Linked DNA regions of Mus musculus: region 1 is linked to region 2. A link is a contact called in public Hi-C data. All regions are on one chromosome and are shown on one strand. Each heading gives the region's core, a stretch centred on a gene start, on an enhancer-like site or on the middle of the called end of the contact. The rest is flanking DNA. Distances are from core to core; before and after follow the strand shown. Region 1 has its middle 16 kb from the start of Rnf222. Region 2 overlaps Ndel1 (nudE neurodevelopment protein 1 like 1).

Region 1 (5,221 bases), core at 1,832-4,331, 39 kb before region 2:
CGTTACTAGAACCAGCAGGTGGCGCTCTAAAGACAGCTCTTTGCTGTCCATATTTCCATCTTAGTCCAAGGTCTTGTTGACATTTCTAGAATGTTGACATTGAACAGAGTGTGGAGAGCTTCCTAGTTCTAGTTTTTGACTCTGCTACATCCAGGGGTGAAATTCTCAAAATCAAGAACCCTGTGAAGTTTGGGGTTTTGTTTTTCTATGCTTGCTTTGCTTTTGGACTCCTCTAGAGTACCACCCCACTCAATTCAGTGTGCACCTGTGGTGGCCTCTAACTATGAAAAACGTGCCCATTCCCTGGTTTTCCTGTGAAAATGTAAATTCTGATTCTGTAGCTGTCAAGTGAGGCCCGATTCTGCCTTTTAAACAAATTCCCTTTTTTTTTTTTTTTTTTTTTGATGACTTATGCTCAGAATTGAGTTTAGTGTGTGCTCTTTGTGCGAAGTCCTGTCTCTGCGCTGCAGTGGGTGAGAGGGACTCACACCCAGGCGCATCCAGGAGCAAACCTAATTCCATTTATGTATTTGTTTGTTTGTTTATTTTTGAGACAGGGTTTCTTTAGCCTTGGCTATCCTGGAACTAGTTCTGTAAATCTGGTTGGCTTTAAACTCACAGAGATATGCCTCAGTGCTGAGATTAAATAAAGCCTTGCACCACCACCACCTGTTTTCCTTTCATTGTTGTTGTTGTTGTTGTTGTTGTTGTTGTTGTTGTTGTGTGTTGCTTGTGCCTTCAGAGGCCACAGAGGGCTGAGTTGAAGATGCAGGGGGTTATGAGCCACTATGTCGGGGCTGGACTGAGCATCAGTCCTCTGGAAGAACAGCAAGTGCTCTTAACTGCTGAGCCAACTCTCCAGCCCTAACACAATCTTATAGATAAATGCAAATGGCTACTTTGAATCCATCAACTGAGTGGTGTCTCCTTGGGCAATTTTTGTGAACATGTTGGGGCTCAGTTTTCAGATCTGTAAATGAGAATACCCTTGGCCTTACAGAGTGTCTTGACGTTAAATCAGAATGGGTTAAACCCCACCCAGTGCCTAGCACACAGTAAAGCTCGATGAAGCTTGGAGAGTGGAGCCAGATGAACAGTTCTGGTGGAGAGGTATGCTGCAGGAAGCAAGGACTGGGTCCTCATCAAGTAGAGGCCATCTCAGCTGTCAGGACCGTCATCATCTGAGAAGGGGGTCAGGGAGATGGGGGCAGAGAGCCAGGGGCCAGGCTATTGGTCAGCAGGTGATAAACATGATTTGAGGGGGAGTTGAGTTTAGCAGGCTAAGCAGGTTTCATCTGGAGGTGGAGATGATGGAGGCCTTCAGGCAGCTTGGCAGTTTTCAGCTCTCTCTCTCTCTCTCTCTCTCTCTCTCTCTCTCTCTCTCTCTCTCTCTCTCTCTCCAGGGCGTGTCTGTGTAGCCCTACGTGTTCTGGAACTCACTTTGTGGACCTGGCTAGCTTCAAACTCAGATCTGCCTGCCTTTGCCTTCCAAGTGCTGGGATTAAATGCACAGCATCACCTGACTAGGCACACACGCCTTTCCCATCTTTCAGAGCTTTCTGGGATTGTGAGAACCACTTTTAAAGTATGCCCAGGGGGCCTTGTCTTGCTTTCATGAAAAGCTTTGCCTCAACCTGCAAAACCCTAGTCCTGTTGCAGTGGGTCCCTCAGCTCAGGTACAGCTTGTCTGTGTGCTTCGGTATGGGTTTGTTTGACATGACCACAGCCATCTTGAGTCATAGCCACCGTGATTGCCCCTGAGTAACCCTGGCCGGTTTTTCCTGTATGGTCTCCCAGCAAACCACAACTAGATAAAACCATTAAAGTCAAATATGGGGCTTTGAACAACCAGACCCTGGCCCCAGGAATACACCCGACTCTTTGATATTTTGTTATGAGATACCAGGTATGTTCCAGCCAGGATGAAGTCACTTTTGTCCCAGCCCACAAGTATACTCCTCTTTCTGACCCAGATTGCCAGCTATAGTTTTTACTGTCACTCAAGACTATACTTCCTTAGTAAGTTCTATAGTAAACCCCTCTCTCTGTAACCTTACATGTCTGCCTATCTGTCTGAGGTATCCTGTCCCCTTGAGGTCAGTTCACAGTTTAGGACTGGGTTTAAATAGGGCCATGTTTCCATCAGATCACTGAGAGCCACAAATATTTATAGACTAACTTCCAGTACTTGCTGGCCCCTCCTAGGCACCTATTAGAGACAAGTATGTACAAAACCTGCCTTCTCTGAGAATAAAGACACCCCTATGGGAAATGACTTCCCAGGGAAGCTTCTTGTTTTGTGTTGTTAACAACAGATAAGGCATTGTTATTTTGTTTTCCATAAGACGGACATTTGTAGACTAGACAGGAGCAGGCAATAACTTTAACGTGTTATCCGTGCCCACTTTTACTAATGGCTCCTGTTCTATTTGGTAAGACTAATGGGCACAGGAGAACGGCAGTCACTGTGGAGGCAAGAGACGTGGATGGCTTACGTGATCTGATAAAGACTTAGGGAATGGACCAGCCTTGGAAAGGCAGGAAGGGGACAATGCTGACAGCTCAAGGGACTCACTGGATCTTGGGATTTATATGGAGGTAGTTATACACATTATCCCATCTGAGCGGCAAACAGTGGCAGGAGTCAGCACTGGTGTTAGCTCCAATTCCTAAGAGGGAAAACGAGGTTCAAGGATGAAAAGTCTAAGCTCTCTGCCTTTAAGATTGTGTTCTCTTCTCTCTCTCTCTCTCTCTCTGGTTTGTTTTGGTTTTGAGCACTGGCCACAGAGCCCAGGGCCTTACCCAGGCTGGGCAAGTAGAGTACCACTGAGCCACACCCACGAACCCCTAATTTGAGCTCTTACTTGCTGTGTTATTGCACCGGCGTAGACATAAAAACATTGGCACCTGTTTGTCTCCTCCACTAAATTAGTTAGCCAGCGTTCATTCGTCCTTAGGGACAGAGGGGAGAAGTGGGTGAGAGGACCAGAAGCAGCCGTTCACACGCAGACAGCAGAGGTGGAGAGCCTTGAAGCTATGACTGGCATTTCTTACTCCCTTGCCCAAGCTCCCAGGTCTTGCTCAACTCCAGCTGAGTAACAAGGCTGGCAGGGTTGCCTCACTACTTGACAGCAGGCCCCAGCCTTCCTGGCTCAAACTCACTTCCTGTCCCAGAGTCTCTTTTGTCAGACATGATTGAGTCTCCTTCTTCCTGTTGACCTCTGCTTTTTCCCAGCTGGCCCCGGGTGGTCCCCACGTGCTGCTGTGAACCAGATCAGCTGAGGAGCCAGGACCAGGTGCCTTGCAACTTTGGGGGATTGGAGTGAGGGAGGGGAAGGAATGGGTGGGGGGCTTGGGCGTGGCCTGAGAGACACCAGAGTGGAGGCTTCTGGTGTCTGAGAACCCTTTCTGCCCATATGGTGGCCAGTTAGGATGAATGCCATTATGTCCCTGTGATAGGTGACACTAGGCATTTGCTATGGTGCCTTTTTTCTGAAAACACAGTTATCTTCCCTCATCTGGATCCTGATCACCTTGATTTGGTTTTTATTTCCTGGCCGCCTGCTAGTATTTCTTGGAGGGGCGGGGAGCTTTTTGGGTTCAGACAAGTTTATCTGGGCTGATGGAGAGACAATCAGGGTGAGGCAATGATGTCATGCCGGACTGAACAAGTGAGGGGCTTGTTTTGAAGTCTTGGCTGCTTCTAAATCGCTCAACTCCTGACGGGCCAGCGGCTTCTTTCGTTCTGTCTTCTTGCCTATGGATGGCGAAGTATTTTTATTTTATTTGAACTCGTCCAGAGCTTGTAGGACAATGGTTATGAAAGTGTTTCCTACACTGTAAGGAGGTTGTGTTTCTCAAGGCTTGGGGCTCTCTTTATTTCGTTTTCTAAATGGAACTAGACATACTTTTTCCATGATACTATCTTATTTGATAAAATACAAGCTATCCATGCAGAGACACTGACAATCTTTGTATAAGTATATCCTCAAATATGAGCACTTTGACCTACAAACATAGACATTTTATCTATTTTTATGTGTATGTCTGTGGGTGTGTATGTGCACACATCCATGGGTTCCCTTAGAGACTAGACACTTGAATCCCCTAGAACTGGAGTTAAAGACACTTGTGAGCCTCCATGTGGGTGCTGGGAAGCAAACCCAGCCCTCTGCAAGAACAGAAGTTCTCGTAACCATTGAGCCATCTCTCCAGCCCCCCCCCCCCCCCCAGTCAGTCCCCTTTGAGCCAGGGGCTCACATCTATTAGTCTTGGCTGGTATAGAATTTGCTATGCAGATCAGGTTGGCCTTGGGTCTGTCTTGATTTTCCTGCCTCTGCCTTCTGGGTGCTAGAATCACTGGTGTGTGCAGCCTCACCCGCTCCCAACAACCTCACCTGGCCTCAAAATACACATGCTTTTGAGACAGGCTATGATGTTGACCTTGAACCCTGACTCCTCCTGTGCACACCCATCCAGTGTGAGGATTACAGGCATGAGCCATCACACCCAGCTGACATACACACTTTCAATAAATTTTTTAATGTTGAATTCTACTTACCGTCCTGTAACTTCTTTGCATTTAATGTCTTTTGAGTCATCGTATGCTGATTCACAAATATCCACCCTGTCCTGGACTGCTGTACCATATCCCATGTGTGGATGTAGCATGCATGGCTTGGTAAAGTAAACTGATTTGTGGGTAGTGATAGGCTTTCAGTGTGAGTCTATAAAAGTAAGCTGTACTGCAGAAAACACCATTAAACATACAATCTTCACATACCAGCTCCGGCATTTCCTTAGAATGAATTCTTAGGAGATAGATTGTTGAGGCTGTGTGGTTGGAAGACCCATTGAAGAATTCTCGGTCCTGCTGCCTGGAGGAGGTTGTCAACATACTGAGGCTTCCCAGGGAGGAGGGTGAGACATCCTGGACTTGGAGGAGTCCTTTCTCCTCAGGCCCCCTTTCTCTTTATGGTGAAGTGACTTAGCTGCTCTTTCCAGTTCTTCTCTCCTTCTCCTGCTGGGCTGGGGTGAGGCAATGCTTTGGTTTGCCTACTCCCTGGACTGTGAGGTCTGCGTCTAAATGTTCTGTGAATGTACCACCTTCAACACATCGTCTTCTCTTTAGCCCATGCCATATGGTTGCTGAAGCAGATAGAACCTCTATCCCAGGAGCCTTTCTGGAGTTCAGAGGCACAGCACTCTTGCTTTGGCTAGC
Region 2 (5,445 bases), core at 2,317-4,816:
TTGGTTCTCTCAGTCTCCCATGTCTGTCTCAGGGATGGAACTCTGGTTGTCAGGTCTGGAAACAAGTGCCGTAACTACTAAGCCATCTCACTACTTTGTATTTTTAAGTTCTAGGGGAGTTCACATTTTGTTAAAGAGATAAAAATTTTTAGATAGGAAGCTTGTTTTGAGAACTAGTAACATAGGAGGAATGTTTATATGATGTTTTTGTTGGGACTTGCAGGGTATATTTGCTCCCTCTAATGAGGATTCCTGCTTTTGTTTGCGACATTTTGCAGATTTAAGGCAAGAACTAGCAGTTCGGGAACGACAACAGGAAGTGACCCGCAAGTCTGCCCCCAGCTCTCCAACTCTGGACTGTGAGAAGATGGATTCTGCGGTCCAGGCTTCACTCTCCTTGCCTGCAACGCCTGTTGGGAAAGGCACAGAAAACAGTTTTCCTTCACCAAAAGGTTTGTATTTTCTCTTGAAGGCCATGTTAGATGATCAGTTTCAAATGTATTTGCTGGTGTAGCAGAGCTGCTACAGTTCTGCGTGAACGGCAGTTTACAAGTTACTGTAGTATCCAGGAAGCAGAGGAAGGATGGGCTTTCCAGGTCACTGATCTGTCGCAGTGGGATGGTGTCTGCGCTCAACACAAGAGCAGCTTAAGTAAAAGTTTTAAAAAGTTAAAAAGTTTTTAAGTTTTAGATTTTATTTTTAAGACCTTATTTTGGTTATTATAGAAATATATGTTCATGCAGATTCCTTCTTCCTCCCCCCTCCCTCCCCCCTCCCTCCCTCCCTCCCTCCCTCCTTCCCTCCCTCCCTTCTTTCTGTCTGTCTGTCTGTCTGTCTGTCTGTCTCTGTCTATCTCTCTGTCTGTCTGTCTGTCTGTCTTTGTCGGGCCTGGGTATTGAACCTAGAGCTCTGTGTTTGCTTGGCAAAAGGTACTGACACTGATCTATATTCTCAGTTCCATGTAGTAAATTTAAATTTGAAAGTACAAAAAAAGATAAGTTTTACAAGTGTTTTTTTTCTTCTTGATTTGAGTTATTTCTTATACATTTTTTTGCTACCATAGATTGGTGGTTAGTTTTGAGACACAGTCTCACCAAGCCTAGGATGGCCTGAAGATGACCTTGAATTAATTCCTGATCTTTGAGCCTCTCCCTCCCAGGTTCTGGGATTATAGGCATGTGCCATCACACCCAGAGTCTCGTATTAAGTTTTTTGGTCCTACCTAAATAATTATTTCTTGCTTTTGCCATTTAGTATGTCATAGAAAAACAGATACGAAGAGAACTTTGAGTTACTATCTAGATTGATAGAAGGTTGGCTCAAATAGAACATTCTGTTACTGGGTCTTGAACTGCCCACAAAGGTAACATGCAGGGGAACTGATAAGATTCTTCTTGTTTATTTAGTGTGTGTGTTAAATGCGCTTAATGAGGTGAAGCCTTCTGTGGCCAGCCTGAGAGCCTTGCAGCCTAACCCCAGAGCTTTCCAATCCCACTTGTTTAGGTAGTCAGCAGTTCATATCCCAGCTTCCACTGCCCCCCATGCCTTCCTGCCCTTCTCAAAATACATTTTATCCTCTAGAGTGAGAGGAGGTTCTCTGGGCAATTGGGACAGCATTTCCTGCATTTGTGCTGCTCAAGTAGCCAGAAGTGACTGTTAAACTTTATACTCATTTCAATGAACGGTGAAATTCAATTTGCTGTGTCAGTCACATTTCATTATTGAGAGTATTATCATGCTGACTACTGGTTTGGCACAGTATTTCTTTTATGTGTGTGTGTGTGTGTGTGTGTGTGTGTGTGTGTTTAGATTTAATTCATGTATGTGAGTACATTGTAGTTTTCTTCAGACACACCAGAACAGGGCATCGAATCCTGTTACAGATGGTTGTGAGCCACCATGTGGTTGTTGGGAATTGAACTCAGGACCTCTGGAAGTGCTCTTAACCACTGAGCTATCTATTCAGCCCCTCGGCACAGTATTCCTCTTACCTTCTCTTTGTCTTGCCTTTTCTTTTCTCTTTTCTTTCTTTTCTTTTTTCTTGAGATATGGTTTCACTCTGTAGCCCTGCCTGCCTTGGTACTTGTGAATGTGTGCATTCTTTCTCTCTACACACACTCACACACTCACACACACACACACACACACACACACCCCTCAGGCTGGTCTCAACCTCAGAGATCCCCCTGCCTATACTGTACCCATATACTGTACTCAGTTTGCCATATTTTTTTAGTTTTTTTCAATTGCAAGTAATTTTTTATACAATATTCTGATCATGTTTTCCCTCCCTCATCTCCTCCCAGACCTTCTCCGTCTCCCCACCCTTCCAACTCTATACTTTCTCTCTGTCTTAGGAAAACAGGGAAATTCAAACAAACAAGAATAAAACAAAACTAATGAACTAACAAGAAAAACAAAAAGAGCAAGAGAAATACATACATATGCAGACACACACCCATCCCGTAAAATACAAAACTAAAAATGGTAATGTACAAGCAAAAGACCAGAAAGGTTTAAAAAAAAAAAAAAAGCCAAAACAAAGCAACATGAGACCAGAAACACAAACACAAATACAAACAAACAAACAAAAACTACAAATACTTTTGGATTGGTTTGTGTTGGTCACCTGTGCTGTGAGCATAGGGCCTGCCTGTAAGTGTGGTGTGTCAGCCCTGTGAGATGCCCATGGAGACTAGCTTTTCCTTTGTGGATGTTTGTCAGTGAGTTGGCAATAGCTCCTTGGTTAGAGATGGGGCTCATGTCTACTTCCCCATCTTAGCACTGGGGTCCTGGCTGGTGTGGAGCTGTGCAGGCACTGTGCATGCTACCACAGTCTGTGAGTCCATGTGTGGCATGATGCTCTTATATGCATCCTTGTAGCATCTGTTAGGGAGACAGTGGGCAGCCCTCTGCCCTCAGTTCTGTTCTCAGGATCTCCAGAAAAGCCTGTTGAGATGTTTAAGGATCTTTGTCCTTGGAGCAGTTTGGAGAAGTGACCACTGATGTAGTCTAATGGTTAAGCTTCTTTATACTTTGTCTGTACCGTGAAACAGTATGATATTGCTAAATGTGTTTTGCTTTGTGACATCATCAATATAGTCCAAATATAAAGGGAGCTGCTGATGTTATTCCTCTGCGTTTCTCTTTCTGTAGCTATACCAAACGGCTTTGGAACCAGTCCACTAACTCCTTCTGCTAGGATATCAGCACTAAACATCGTGGGAGATCTCTTGCGGAAAGTAGGGGTAAGCATTAGTTATTTATCACTGTGTTTCCACTGCGGAGGTAGTATTGAACTGTCTCTTTCCTGTGCTAAGAACCATATGAAGCGGAGAAGCCCCTGAGAAAACCCCCAGCCTGGGCTTCAAGGTTACCTATGTAACTCTTCCCATTGCTGTCCTCTCTACAGTGCAGCACCTCAAGTTCCGTTCTTTGCCCCTGGCTCTCTTACTCTTCTGTTTTTTCCTTCATCTTTTATTTTGTGGGCTAGTGTGTGGCTTGGGGCATTGCCAGCCACTCTTATCTGGGGCTTACTGCTCTCGAACACCTCAGCTTCAGTGCCTCATCTCGGCCCTAAGCTTGACTTGAGTGACTTGCCTTTTGAAATATGACACTGGTTATTTCTCTATCAGTTTTTAATTGTGTGTGTGTGTGTGGTGGGGTCTGCTGAGGTCAGAGAGGGTGTTGGATCCCCTGGGGCTGGAGTTAACAGATGGTTGTGAGGTGCTGTGTGGTTGCTGAGGATCAAGCCCCAGTCATCTGCAAGAGCAGCAAGTGCTGTAACCTCTGAGCCAGCTCGCCAATTCTGGCTTTTCTTTCTGTCTTTTTTTTTTTTTAAACAAAGTTTTAAAAAATTGGCTTTTTGATTTAATAAGTTTTTTATTTTTTATGTGTCTATATGTGTCTGAATGTGAGTATGTATATAAGAATTCAGGTGTCCTATGAGACCAGAGGGGTCAGATCTCCTGGAACTGGGCTTAACAGCCATCTGATAAAGGGATCTGGGAACTGAACTCAGGTCCCCTGATTACATTACACTCTGTTAACCACTGAGCCGGCACCTGGCCCCAGGTCTTTTGTTTCTCTGTTAAAATATGAGTTCCAGGGATCAAACTCAGGTTCTCAGGCTTGTGGGGCAAGCACTTTTGTCTGCTAAGGATTTTACACTGCACTGTCTTGCTGGAACCTCTTGAATGTTAAGTCAGTACTCTGCCACTGAGCTGTACCCCTGTTAAGCCTGACCTCTTTCCCTTTCTTCTTTCATCTCCATTTTATTTTTTTCTTTTTGTTGAGACACTGTCTATTGTGAACATAGTTCACACTGGCCCAGCCTGGACTAGAACTCACTATAGCTCAGGCTGGCCTTGAACTCATGGTACTTCTGTCTCTGTGTGCTTAGTGCTTGGGATTATTTAGCATACCTAGCTATTCTTTTCTTTTCTTTTTTTAGAGACAAGGTCTCACTCTGTAGCCCAGATGGACATGGTATTTGCTGGCTTCCAACTCAAATAAGTCTGTCTGTTTCTGCCTCCAAAGTGCTGGGTTTAATGCAGTACTCCTCCATGCTTGGCTTTTTAAATTTTTACAAAGTAAAACTATAGACCATTTAAAAAAAATAGGCCTTTTTAAAAAAACATTTATTTATTTTATGTATATGAGTACACCATTTCTCTCTTCAGACATACCAGAAGAGGGCATCAGACCCCATTATATATGGTTGTGAGCCACCATGTGAATTGAACTCGGGACCTCTGGAAGAGCAGTCAGTGCTCTTAATGGCTGAGCCATCTCTCTAGCCCAAGGCCATTCTTTATCTTACGCTTCTCTTATCAACACCCTTGTGGCCCTTGACTGCGTGTATACTTTAGACATAGACATTCTGGCCTGCTATTCCTGATCAAGCTCTTTTTTTTTCTTTCTTTTTTTTTTTTTTTTTTCTTTTTTTTGGTTTTTCAAGACAGCGTTTCTCTGTATAGCCCTGGCTGTCCTGGAACTCACTTTGTAGATCAGGCTGGCTCGAACTCAGAAATCCTCCTGCCTCTGCCTCCCGAGTGCTGGGATTAAAGGCATGCGCCACCACACCCGGCCTGATCAAGCTAAGACTGCTTGGTGATGTCAATGTGGTCAAATCCTATGTGTGCACTGCTCTGAGTTTTATTTGAAGCATTCAATGCCAGTGTGCCCCACCCTCCTCAGAATGTCCTCTTTTCTTGGCGTCTCTGATGCTTTCTCTTGTCTGTCCCCACCCTGCTACGAATTTATCTTTCTTTCCTTCGTCCTTTTTTTCAGTGAAGATCTTACTGTTCACAGTCATGGCTTCATCTACCACTGGATGTCAAGTTTCTAAGTCTTAATCTCTAGAACATTTTTTTCCTTTGAAAGACCCAGGGCTTGTACCACCTGTGTGTGTCACTGATGCCTGAAACATAATTGTTTTTCCCT

Evidence for each region. Hi-C and Micro-C count contacts between places; a contact is called where the count stands out from the background.
Region 1: a contact with region 2 is called in a Hi-C map of hematopoietic stem and progenitor cells, with 1.6 times the contacts expected there. The contact joins two enhancer-like sites. A contact is called at or near these places in 10 of 39 promoter capture datasets (the 3T3-L1 cell line, 3T3-L1-derived adipocytes, the C10 cell line and 5 more), 2 of 15 datasets of contacts at CTCF or cohesin (the NIH/3T3 cell line and large pre-B cells), 70 of 484 Hi-C or Micro-C datasets (the AML12 cell line, the BV-2 cell line, the C10 cell line and 43 more), 9 of 115 datasets of contacts at active chromatin or transcription factors (the HPC-7 cell line, bone marrow-derived dendritic cells, cardiomyocytes and 5 more) and 5 of 9 other capture datasets (adipose tissue, bone marrow-derived macrophages, liver and 2 more).

Annotation. Positions count from the first base shown.
Region 1 is chr11:68,869,856-68,875,076 of GRCm38.p6, reverse strand. No RefSeq gene overlaps it. Among named protein-coding and RNA genes, the nearest start is that of Rnf222, 16 kb to the left of the region's middle. Within about 2 kb of position 3,081, at least 138 of the 459 cell types and tissues checked have an H3K27ac peak or open chromatin away from gene starts, as enhancers often do. A contact at or near this core is called in erythroblasts and hematopoietic stem and progenitor cells, where this site is marked.
Region 2 is chr11:68,831,157-68,836,601 of GRCm38.p6, reverse strand. Ndel1 (nudE neurodevelopment protein 1 like 1) reads left to right here. Exons shown (of 9, transcript NM_023668.3): 6 at 279-452; 7 at 3,157-3,248. Among named protein-coding and RNA genes, the nearest start is that of Ndel1, 19 kb to the left of the region's middle. Within about 2 kb of position 3,566, at least 22 of the 459 cell types and tissues checked have an H3K27ac peak or open chromatin away from gene starts, as enhancers often do. A contact at or near this core is called in erythroblasts and hematopoietic stem and progenitor cells, where this site is marked.